Linked DNA regions of Neogale vison: region 1 is linked to region 2. A link is a contact called in public Hi-C data. All regions are on one chromosome and are shown on one strand. Each heading gives the region's core, a stretch centred on a gene start, on an enhancer-like site or on the middle of the called end of the contact. The rest is flanking DNA. Distances are from core to core; before and after follow the strand shown.

Region 1 (5,922 bases), core at 2,627-5,126, 160 kb after region 2:
TTTATTGAGGGGCAGGAGAAGGTAGAATCCTAGAGGTACTCAGATATGAAAAAACTAATGGAAAATTTCACGCAAAAAAGGTTTAAAACAAGCAGTCTTGGGAAGAAAGACTCAATGGATACAATTTTCTTTAGGGAAAATAAATATGTGGCAGATTTAGAGAAGCAGAATAGTTTGAATCAGGATATAATTCCTAATTATATATAATTTCTCTTTTTGTCTCCTCAGTTTTTAATATTTACTAATAATTTTAATTCCCCAAACAGTTCTGTCTCTCCTATAAGACAAGGTCCTTTGCAGAAACCACATCTTACATAGTGGTAAATATACAGACTCTGGATTCAGATTGCCTAGATTCAAAGCCCTATTTTCCTATTTAATAACTGTGCCTTGGACAAAATCCCTCACCCCTCTGTATCTCTGCAAAATGGAAATTAACATCACCCCCATCACAGGTTTTGTGAGGATTAAATGTGTATATTAATCATTTTGGTCACAACCCAATAATGGGTTTCTCATTATTTTAGTTTTGATGTGCCTTTTTATTTCATGTTAAAGAACAGAAACTACCAGAGTATACTGCACATAAGAACAAGTATTGTTCTGCAAAGATTTTGTTTCATATATGTGATATATATATACATATATTTATGTGCATATATGAGTTATTTTGTAAGATTTAGCTCTTATGGTGGTTTGCTTTTAAAACTGTTGAGAAGGGGTGCCTGGGTGGCTCAGTGGGTTAGGCCACTGCCTTCAGCTCGGGTCGTGATCTCAGGGTCCTGGGATCGAGTCCCGCACCAGGCTCTCTGCTCGGCGGGGAGCCTGCCTCTCTGCCTGCTTGTGATCTCTCTCTGTCAAATAAATAAAGAAAATTTAAAAAAATTAAAAAAATAAAACTGTTGAGAAACCTAGTTGGCATAGTCGGTAGAGTACGTAATCTTGATTGTGGGGTTGTGAGTCCAAGCCCCATGCTGGGGGTAGAGATTACTTAGAAATAAAATATTTAAAATAAAAAAATATGAAAGCCACTGAATTATCATACAGAATAAAGCTTCAAACAGTGCCTGGCATAGTAAGCACTTAGTGCCATTACTGTCATTGTTGCTATGACATATCCACCTACCAAAGTTGTTTGTAGAATTATATACAGTAATGCAAAAGCACTTCAAAAACTATGATATAGGGCACTAACATAAAAGAAGCAAAAAACCCTTCTCTCCATCTCTAACATCCACGCATGTAGAGCCCTATTCAGGCACATACATATTCCTTGTCTGGCCTACAATTTATTTGTTAAACTGAAGAGTTCACAGACTTACGATTTACCTCATAGTGTCATGCTCTCTCAATATTTGCAGAGAAATGAAGGCTTGGTTCCAAAGTCAAATTATTTATTTTTACTTGGTTAGGATATTGGGGTGAGGAAGGCGGAAGTCATGCCCATGCTTAGCTGAAGGAAGCTAGTGAGTCACACACAGAAACTGCTTGCTCCCACAGAGCCAGGTAGATTTAGGTGCCACAGACAAGGCTGGACTGACAGATACTTCAGCCTTTGGGTAGGGCTGAATCATTTCCCCCTCCCTATCGTCACCCAAACACCTCATTAAAAAAATAGCATTTGAGCCTCTTACAGGTATAGCTCATACCAGGAAAAACTGGGAATCCCCAGATACAAACTGGGGGTAACTATGCACCAAAAGGTTACCTGAGGGGTTCCTTTAAATGACAAGCTCACCTAAACATCAAAATAGCACTTGAATTCTAAAACCATAACTTACAAAAACAATTTGAAAATGTGCTCACCAATAAGGAAATCAGAAGGTCAGGATTCCATCCTCCACACTGTGTGACCTTGAATTAGTCACTTCATCTCTCTGGGCCTAAATGAATTCATCTGTTAAAAAAAAAGAGAGAGAGGTAACACCCACCTCAGAAGATCATTGTAAAAATTAAAGATAGTATGCAGTAAAATGGTAGCACAGCATCTGGCACTGGTAAATGCACAGTAACATTTGTCTCTGTCCCTCCACACTAAAAGTGAATGCCAGGTGTGGGTAAACTGAGGTTCACCAGCCAGCTGCCCTCTGAAAAAGGTCACTGGTGTCTGAATGGCTTTATGGAAATTATCTTTTTTTTTTTAAGTTGTTTTATGAGACCATTTCTTGGTCTCTCCCGCACACCAGCCTGAGATAAAAAAGTCTAGGAAATCAGGAACTTTCTCATTACTTAAAGCAGCAATTCCTAAATGCTTCGGTACTGGGGGGCCCAAATTAACCACTGGTACTGCCCCTCGTTACTCACTATTAAATTTAAAACTAACGAGAACTCAATATTATGCCTTCATTTTTTTTTAGTTATAAACGTTTCCATTTTAAATTAATGGAGGAAATGCATTAAAATTAGGCAGCCGAGGTTTGGACCCGGGTGGGCAGAGCACTCGCTGCGAGGGGGCTGCAGCCAAGACGCACGGGATGGGGGTGGGGGCATTCTGGAGCTTTCGGTCGACCCCAATTTCTCGTTGGCGACAAATCCAGGACACGTGTCGCCATTTTGTGTTCTGGAAACATGGCGGCCACCCCGTGGGGAAGGAAGGGGGGCGGAGGGACCGCCACGTTAGCCTCTTTCCCTGCGGGATCCTAAAGCACGCTGCGCATACGTCTGTCTGGGTGCTTTCTCTGTCTGGCTTAGCCGAAGTAAAGAGAAACGGACAGAAATAAACGTACACGAGCCACCCAAACGACTTTTCTTTAGCGAGAGGAACGTGCGATGGCGAACTGCAAGAAAGGCCTTCCAAGATGGCGGGGCCCGACAGGGGCCGCCCCCGAAGAAAGCGGGGCGCGGCGTCTGCACCAAGGGTAGAAAGGCAGAGCGGGAGCTTAAACGGCATGGGGAAAATCTCAAGAACCACCCCCCCGCACTACTCGGGACCCCTAAAAAAATGCGGTTCCCAAGAGGCACACCATTGTCTTAAATGTCTGGCAAGACTGCCACGACTAAAAAGACACTAGGAGGTGGGGTTTCTCTAGATTCAACCAAAAGAAACTTGCAAAATGCAAACAAAGCATTATGTAAATGGACGCCATTCTTTTTTTATGGCCATGTTTCCAACACTCCCCAGAAATCAAGTGCAGAGCCGCAACTTGGGCGGCGGTAGGGGGGGATTTCGGTCTTTTTCCTCACCGGTCGCCGCTGGGGGACCGGGGCAAGGGTGGGGGCTGGCGCGGGGCGCCCGGGCACCGGGGACGAAGGGGCCCCACGTGCCTGCTCGCGCGCGCTCGCGCGCGCGCACCCGCCCCACAAGCCTCGCCTCGCCGCCCCTCCCCCCCGGAAGACCGCCGCTGCCCCTCCCGTCTCCCCACACCCTCGCGCACGCGCTCTAGCCGCCTCACGCGCACGTTTTAAACCCGCGGCGTCCCAGCTGCCGCCTGCAGTTACTGCCGGGGCTGCCCGTGTCGCTCCGCTTCCAAACCCTTTTTGCAAGGCGGGAAAATAACGTTTCAGCCCCATTCACAACACTAACATTTCAAAACATTTGCCTGTGCCGCTTGAGTTAATAAAATGCACGTTGTTTTAAAACCTTGCCGGGCTCACAGCGTCTGCCCATCGGGGCTTTATGTTCAACGCTAGGCTGTTAAAAAGAGTTTTTAAAAACTACCATGTGGAGGTTGGCGCAATCTTGTGACCTAAAAAAGACGGGTCCTCATTTTTTTTCAAGGGGTCCTGCGCGGCAAGCACTTCCGGGGTCAGAGGGTACGCGGGGTTGAAAGCGGGCTTCCCGCCCCGCCCAGACCGCCGAGGCTGCCGCCGGAGTCGCCACCGCCGCGCCCTCGCCCACCCGCCCGCCCGCCGCTCCCGGCCCCGCTCGCCCCCTCCGCCGCCGCCGCCTGCCCCTGCGACGACGCCGCGGCCTCCCGCCCGCGCCCGCTCGCTCCCGCGGCCCTCGCTCGCCTCGCGCCGGCAGTTTTGGGCCTACACCTCCCCTCCCCCCGCCAGCCACCAAAGACTTGACCACGTAACGAGCCCAACTCCCCCGAACGCCGCCCGCCGCTCGCCATGGATGCCGGTGTGACTGAAAGTGGACTAAATGTGACTCTCACCATTCGGCTGCTTATGCACGGAAAGGAAGTAGGAAGCATCATTGGGAAGAAAGGGGAGTCGGTTAAGAGGATCCGCGAGGAGAGTGGCGCGCGGATCAACATCTCGGAGGGGAATTGCCCGGAGAGAATCATCACTCTGACCGGCCCTACCAATGCCATCTTTAAGGCCTTCGCTATGATCATCGATAAGCTGGAAGAAGATATCAACAGCTCCATGACCAACAGCACGGCGGCCAGCAGGCCCCCGGTCACCCTGAGGCTGGTGGTGCCGGCCACCCAGTGCGGCTCCCTGATTGGGAAAGGCGGGTGTAAGATCAAAGAGATCCGCGAGAGTACGGGGGCCCAGGTCCAGGTGGCGGGGGATATGCTGCCCAACTCCACTGAGCGGGCCATCACCATTGCTGGCGTGCCGCAGTCTGTCACCGAGTGTGTCAAGCAGATCTGCCTGGTCATGCTGGAGACGCTCTCCCAGTCTCCGCAAGGGAGAGTCATGACCATTCCGTACCAGCCCATGCCGGCCAGCTCTCCAGTCATCTGCGCGGGCGGCCAAGATCGGTGCAGCGACGCTGCGGGCTACCCCCATGCCACCCATGACCTGGAGGGACCACCTCTAGATGCCTACTCGATTCAAGGACAACACACCATTTCTCCGCTCGATCTGGCCAAGCTGAACCAGGTGGCAAGACAACAGTCTCACTTTGCCATGATGCACGGCGGGACCGGATTCGCCGGAATTGACTCCAGCTCTCCAGAGGTGAAAGGCTATTGGGCAAGTTTGGATGCATCTACTCAAACCACCCATGAACTCACCATTCCAAATAACTTAATTGGCTGCATAATCGGGCGCCAAGGCGCCAACATTAATGAGATCCGCCAGATGTCCGGGGCCCAGATCAAAATTGCCAATCCCGTGGAAGGCTCCTCTGGTAGGCAGGTTACTATCACTGGTTCTGCTGCCAGTATTAGTCTGGCCCAGTATCTAATCAATGCCAGGCTTTCCTCCGAGAAGGGCATGGGGTGCAGCTAGAACAGTGTAGGTTCACTTAAAACCCCTTTCTGCTGTTTTCCCATGATCCAACTGTGTAATTTCTGGTCAGTGATTCCAGGTTTTAAATAATTTGTAAGTGTTCAGTTTCTACACAACTTTATCATCCGCTAAGAATTTAAAAATCACATTCTCTGTTCAGCTGTTAATGCTGGGATCCATATTTAGTTTTATAAGCTTTTCCCTGTTTTTAGTTTTGTTTGGGTTTTTGGCTCATGAATTTTATTTCTGTTTGTCGATAAGAAATGTAAGAGTGGAATGTTAATAAATTTCAGTTTAGTTCTGTAATGTCAAGAATTTAAAAATTAAAAAATGGATTGGTTAAAAAATGCTTCATATTTGAAAAAGCTGGGACTACTATCTTAAACTCTTTGTTGGTGGTTTTTTTTCCCCTTCCCTTTTAGTATTAGGCCTTTGTAGGAAGAAGGGTGGGCCCATCCTTGGTATTCTCTCGCCCTTTTCACCTATTGGTAAGATTCCATTCCCTTTCTGTCCCAACAAAGGAACACGGCAGGCTGGGCCTGCTTTGGGGTATTTGCAGACGGAGGGTCTCTCCCGGAGAGTGACCTCCCTCCAGCCAAGTTCCAGAGAGAGGCCTCTGCCCATTTCTCTGGTAGAAAACGAGGGTTTTCTGAGATGGAAAAAGTAGCCCTTTCCGTAGGAACCCTAATGAATGGCAGTGTGTCCTCCCGACCAGCCAGCCCCTCCCCCCAACCCAATCTCACTGGGGAAACTTAGGAACAAAAAAAAATGTTCTAAGGTGGGAGGAGCTTGGGG
Region 2 (6,126 bases), core at 350-2,849:
GTCTGTGACTCAGTCAGGAAATCTCTTTCTTAACTCTTGTTTAAGGCATTGGTAGCATGGGCTCTAGGCGAAACAGATCTAGTCTAGGTTCAGTCTCCATCTCTGGCTAAATGGATGACAAGGAAAGTCATTTAGCTTCTCTGGGTCTCAGTTTCCTTGTGTTCAAAATGTAATTATTAATCTATCTAATGGGGTCATATTAAGGATTAGTGATAATGCAGGTGACATATAGCAAAGCTATTTATTATTTTCATGTATTGCCAACAGTAAGCTTTTTTTTTTAAAGCTTTATGAAATATGTTCAAGCTTATGAAGACATTTATTCCTCCTTTTTAACATGGAGATGCCAGTGTATTAACAATAACTTGGGTTATAAATCTTGATAGGCTTAGGGAATAATCCTTAAATTTTTAGTTCTGTGTATTTCTACTGGTAGCCACCCCACACACACCATTTATATTGTACAGAGGAAGTTTGTTCGTTCGTGGTTTTGTTTTTTGTTTTTGTTTTTTTAGAATTAAAAGGGAAGGAAAGACCCTGAACGAGATTTGGGTTAAAAAATCTCGGGATCCAACGCTGGGGATTCTGTAGATGCAGTAAGTTTTTGAGGGAGTGATTATGCCTGCACTTGGGGTAGGGTTGGGGAGTACCAACAGAGACGCGCAGGGCTGTAAACTGCTGCCCGATTCCGCCGCTTTCTGAGGAGAAAAAAACGCTGGGCGGCGAGCAGTCAACGCAAGGCAAGCTTTTTCCTTCAAGCCCCACAGCCACGTGGCGCCGTCGGAAGCCCCTGGCCCACCAGGTTGCCGGCGCCGCTCTCGCTTTCAGTGGGATTCGCAGCGGGGCCCACAGCCGCCAGGGAGCTGGGAAGCCTGGAACCTCTGGGACTGTGGCCGCCGGACCAAGGGCTCCAGCCAGGAATCCGAGCAGGACAAAGAGCCCAGGCGACGCGCGGTGCCAGCCTTCCACTCGAAGGATAACCGGCAGGCTCTCGGAACTTTTCCCCGGGGACAGGTCCGGGCAACAGGTCCGAGGCGGGGCCGGGATGGGCCGGACCGAGCGGAGCTCCGCGGCGGCCGTGAATCAGCGCCGGCGCCCAGGTCAGCCCTCCCAGCCAATGCGAGATCAAGGGAGGAGTGGCGGTGCCGCTGATCACCAGCCACTCAGGGCTCGCTGGGCCGGGAGGCAGGTGACGTCATCGTAGCTGGGAGGTTTCAGCCGGCTCCACCAATGAGAGATAGGCAAAGTGGCTCGCTTTCTGTAGCTCTGGGCCAATACTAACAAAGCAAAAGGGGGTTGTCGGCATAGAACCAATGGAAAACAGGGAAGGAGCACGAGGCGGAGTTGCGAATCCTGTCACCAATTGGAAAGGGGGGGTGGAGCCCGGGCCTTGTCAAGCGTGGCCAACCAGAGAGAGGAGCGGACTCTAGGGGGCGGAGCCGTAATGCTTTTCCCCAATCGGACAAGGCCGGGGGCGGGGCATTCTTTAGGGTGCCCAATGAGGAACGCAGCCGAAGAGGGCCTGTCAAGAGAAGGGCCTGGGGGCGGGGGGATGGTGAGTCGGAGATAAACACTCCGCGGCGGTGGCGGCTGCTGCTCTTCTTCGGGTTCTGTCACGGTGTCGGCGGTGCCCAGCTCACCGGACCCCCTTCGCCGCTTCCGGCGAGCGTGGTCCGCAGAGAGGCTCTCTCAACCCTGCTCTGCGGGGTCCACAGCAGGGCGCGGGTGTCCGGCGGCGGCGGCGAGCCCGTGGGCAGTGGGGGTTGGTCCCGTGGCTCCGGCCCCCGGTGCAGAATGGCGGCGGCGGTTCGGATGAACATCCAGATGCTGCTGGAGGCGGCTGACTACCTGGAGCGGCGGGAGAGAGGTGCACGGGGACGGGAGGGGTCCATCCCGAGCCGGGGCCGGGGGCTCTGGGGGACCCGGCCGCGGGGTAGGGGCGCCCAGCCGCTCTGGGGGTGGTTGGAGGCGCAGAGACCGCGACCGCGAGCGCTCCCAACCCCTCCAGCTCTCCCCACGCGCGGTCCGAAGGGAGGCCGCTGCTGCCCCAAAGGCAATGAATGAGGGTGGGGAAAGGGGCCGCTGCCTCCGGAGTCCCGAGCGCTGCCCCCCCACCGCAAAGCAAATGGGGTGCCTGGGATCCTCTCGGCCAGCCCCTTGGTTTACCCCACGGGGGCTTGTCCGGAGCGGCCCCCAAGTGGGCCCGGCGCCCCGTCTCCCAGCTGGAGGAGCAGCGATTCCCCTGCGCGCCCCCTTCCCCGCCCTCTGGGTTCCGGGTGTTTGCCCCGCACCTTCGCCCGAGGCTGGTCCCACTTAAAGCACGCCAACCTGCTGGACGTTGCCAGTGGGGAACCCAAGCTCCATGAGCTCAGCGACTTGCTGTGTCTTTCTCAACAATGAGCAGCTGGAATGCTTCTTACACCTGCTCCGAACTGAGGGTATTCACACAATTTTAAAAAAAAAAATCATTGTTCTAAGAATTCCACCTTGCATCGTTTGTTTCTTAACACAATATTCTTTTAATGAAAAATAAAATTTAAAAAGGAAATACTGTAGAGGGGAGAGAGTATTGAATGTTCTAGGCTCATTCATTAACTGGATCCTTCGGTTTTCTAGAAGCTGAACATGGTTATGCCTCCATGTTACCATACAATAACAAGGACAGAGATGCCTTAAAACGGAGGAACAAATCCAAGAAGAGTAACAGCAGTAGCAGGTAATTTGGTAAATATTTCTCTTTCTCTTTTAGATTACACTGCAGATGATACAAACTGCAGAATGGAAGTTGTCTGTTGTGATTATAACCCAGTAAATACATTAAGTAGCAATCATGATTCAGTCAGGCACACATGGTCTTAAGCCATTGGAGGAAGGAGCCCTTCTGTTTGAGTTGAGACAGAAGAGAGAAATGGAAGTGTTTTACATTTCTTTTTTTTTTTTAAAGATTTTATTTATTTATTTGACAGAGAGAGATTACAAGTAGGCAGAGAGGCAGGCAGAGAGAGAGGAGGAAGCAGGCTCCCCGCCGAGCAGAGAGCCCGATGCGGGACTCCATCCCAGGACCCTGAGATCATGACCCAAGCCGAAGGCAGCGGCTTAACCCACTGAGCCACCCAGGCGCCCCGTGTTTTACATTTCTTTATGAACTTTTAAACTTTATTTTGCTTTTCTTCCCTTTTAGAACAAAAATCTATGGAAACTTCCAGTGAGATTAGGAACAATGACAATATGTTGCCTTCAGAAATCAGATTAAAGGCAGGTTTTTTTTATACTTGAAAATGCTGGACATTATCCATTTCTTTTACTTTTCTTAGTGAAGATTTTATAAACATGCTAAAGTATCCAATTTAGTGTAGGTGGTAAGATTTCATATTTGACATGTAAATAAAATGCAGTAGTTTGTCTCATAAACTGTTAAATCTGTTTACAGTGGCAAAGAGGAATGATGGAGGTTAAGACCTGCCTTTTTGGTGATGGAAAATTAATATTAAAATATTAATATGCCACAACCCTTTTATGTTAGCCTTCTAGTTCTTAAAATCTGTGAATTTCACTGGGAAGTATGTGGTTAATGATCAGTGAAATCACATTAAAACCCTGAGTATATAAAACCCTGAGTATAGTTCATGCTACCTATGATGTACTCTATTAATGTTACTTTCCCCTTTTTCCCTTCTTTGCCCTTAAAATATAAGTTAGCTAGGAAATCTGTTCCTTTCATTCCAATAGTCATTCACATTTTCATCACTGACTTAGAATCCTTATTCCTGGCTGCAAGTAACTGTATTTGGTTAGCCTCTGTGGCATAATACAGACCACTAAAAGCCAGGAGGTCCCATTTAAACCTAAAACTCACTTGCTCTTACTGCTGCTTCTGTCCTTGACTCATCCCATTGTACTTAGTGTTGGTAGAACCACAGGATGTGAGCTGCACACATGTGCTAAGCTCTTGAATAAGAAGGCACCTGAGGGATGAACCTGGTAATTAACAACCTCGTGGCTTTTCCTTTTCCTCCCATGTTTCACATTACCTGAAGGTGGTAGCTAATAGATCTGTGTGTGGGGCCTATAAGAAGAATGTTAATATTAAGGGCCTATAAGAAGAATGTTAATATTGACTTGCATTATGCAGTGGGATAAAACAATTTAGCTATGTTGCATTTTGTTACAGTATTCTTTGAATTTTGTTTGGAAGAACTTTGAAGCCTTTTTGTTTATTTTTCCTGAAAAGGGTACTCCATTTGTTACTTTTATTCTTGTCCACTCATGATTTGGAAGGAATTGTCCACTCTGCTCGTCAAGGCTTAATCTTTAGCACTTTATTTTTCCCTAAGTTTCATAGGAAAGTTGGAAGAGGTTCAGTGGTGGGGAGAGGAAGAGAAAGGGATATTGAAAGAGAAGCAGGCTGGTCCTCAAAGGTGATTAGGAAAGAAAAATAATGATAGTTGAGAACTGCAAGCCAAGAAACAGATTCTTTCTCTTTAGTATCCAGTGCTATTATGGAAGAAATAGCTATAACTACTGAGTTTTGGAAAAGCTGTCTTCTGTTAATGGGTTTGGTTTTCTTTCCATGGTTACAGACCGGAGGCTATCACAGTTTCCCATGTTCTTGACCATTATATCCTCAGTGGTTCAAGGATCTCTGAGAGAGACCTTAATTAAACCTGGAGATGGCACCAAGCAAACATGAAGCAAGAGTAGGTTGTTTTGTTTAAATGTGATCAGGTAAGGAAATGACCCTTACCTTAGCAGTGAGATATCGCCCCAGAGAATGCAGTTTGACCCCTTTGATTTGAATTAGACTTCTCTCCAAGGCCATGTATGGTCAGGATTTTGCACTGAGGTAAGGGCGATGGCGAGATTACTGCTGGTTTACATAACCACCAGATAATAGTTTATTCTTGTTAATTCAGGTTCAAGTGCTGTGCTCTTTGGTTGTAGAGTCAGGGGACTACTTTTACTTGGACATTAAAAAAATAAATAAGATTTAGCCACATATCCAACTTCTTGGGAACTAAAAATGCAGATTTTAATCCAGTTTCTCTAGTTGCTTGTTTAAAAAAACAAAAATGAAGTTTGAATATTGATCGCTTCAGAATCATCCAGAGAACTACTGGAATACAGGGAGTGAAATCTTTTTTTCTTTCCTACTGATTTTTGAAATGAATTACTAATCATTTAGAATTGAAATCCAGAGTTGTTTTTAAAGGTCTGTTTTGTTAAACTGTAGAGCAGGCTTTGGCACTCATGAAACGGGAAGTTCAGGACCTGCCTCCTAGCTCTTCTCTGCAACTGGGGTATATAGCTGAGCTGACATGGAGACTCTTTTTGAACCCAAGAACTTTCCCCATTCTCATACACTCTGTAGTTTGGCTTAGTTATCTTTTTGTGAGCAATATATTTTTGTGAGCAAATATATATTCTTTTTTAAGTAGGCTCCACGCCCAGCGTGGAGCTCAGTGTGGGGCTTGAACTCACAACCCTGAGACCAAGACCTGAACTGAGATCAAGAGTCAGATGTTAACTGATTCAGCCACCCAGGTGCCCCTTGTAAGAATATATTTTTAAATGGTGACATTAGATGTAAGTCCCCTTGTAAAAATCATAATGTGTTCAGTACTTTTAAGATTTTATTTATTTATTTGAGAGAGAGAGTTAGAGCATGGGGGGGGTAGGTTCAGAGGGAGCAGCAGACTCCCCACGGAGCAGGGAGCCCGATGTGAGACTCCGTCCTGTGACTCCAAGATCATGACCTGAGCCAAAGGCAGACACTCAACTGACTGAGGCACCTAGATCCCTGTGTTCAAGACTCTTAAGTAATCAGATAAGATCTGTAGTTTCCAAAACTGTTCAAAGTCTAGAAGGAGTTGTCCTTCCTACGGAATTTGTTAAAAAGTTTATCTTGGGGATTCAGAATTTTTCTTGTATGTAGCTTCAAAGAATCCAGAAATTTTTGCTAAGAGTGCCCTGCATGCTATTCTCTGTAATCAGAGATGATACGCTTTCAAATACCCAGCCTTCTCTCCTCCACCACCTTCCTGGGATGGTCCTTGCCTACAATTAAATAGGGAAATCCTGACCAACTGCTGTCATATACTTTCATGCATTTAAAAAATCTGTCAGACT

The links. A called contact is a pair of places that touch in the nucleus more often than the background predicts.
Region 1: a Hi-C map of muscle shows a contact between it and region 2, with 9 times the contacts expected there. The contact joins the promoter of PCBP1 here to the promoter of MXD1 in region 2. A contact is called at or near these places in 2 of 3 Hi-C or Micro-C datasets (fibroblasts and muscle).

What each region holds. Positions count from the first base shown.
Region 1 is chr8:91,373,439-91,379,360 of ASM_NN_V1, forward strand. It overlaps PCBP1 (poly(rC)-binding protein 1), which reads left to right and starts at 3,877. Exons shown (of 1, transcript XM_044261312.1): 1 at 3,877-5,474. The coding sequence starts at 4,057. The coding sequence ends at 5,127. It overlaps LOC122914959 (a long non-coding RNA gene), which reads right to left and starts at 3,173. Exons shown (of 8, transcript XR_006385986.1): 1 at 2,727-3,173; 2 at 1,807-1,897.
Region 2 is chr8:91,212,931-91,219,056 of ASM_NN_V1, forward strand. MXD1 (max dimerization protein 1) reads left to right here and starts at 1,600. Exons shown (of 6, transcript XM_044261311.1): 1 at 1,600-1,867; 2 at 2,617-2,716. The coding sequence starts at 1,795.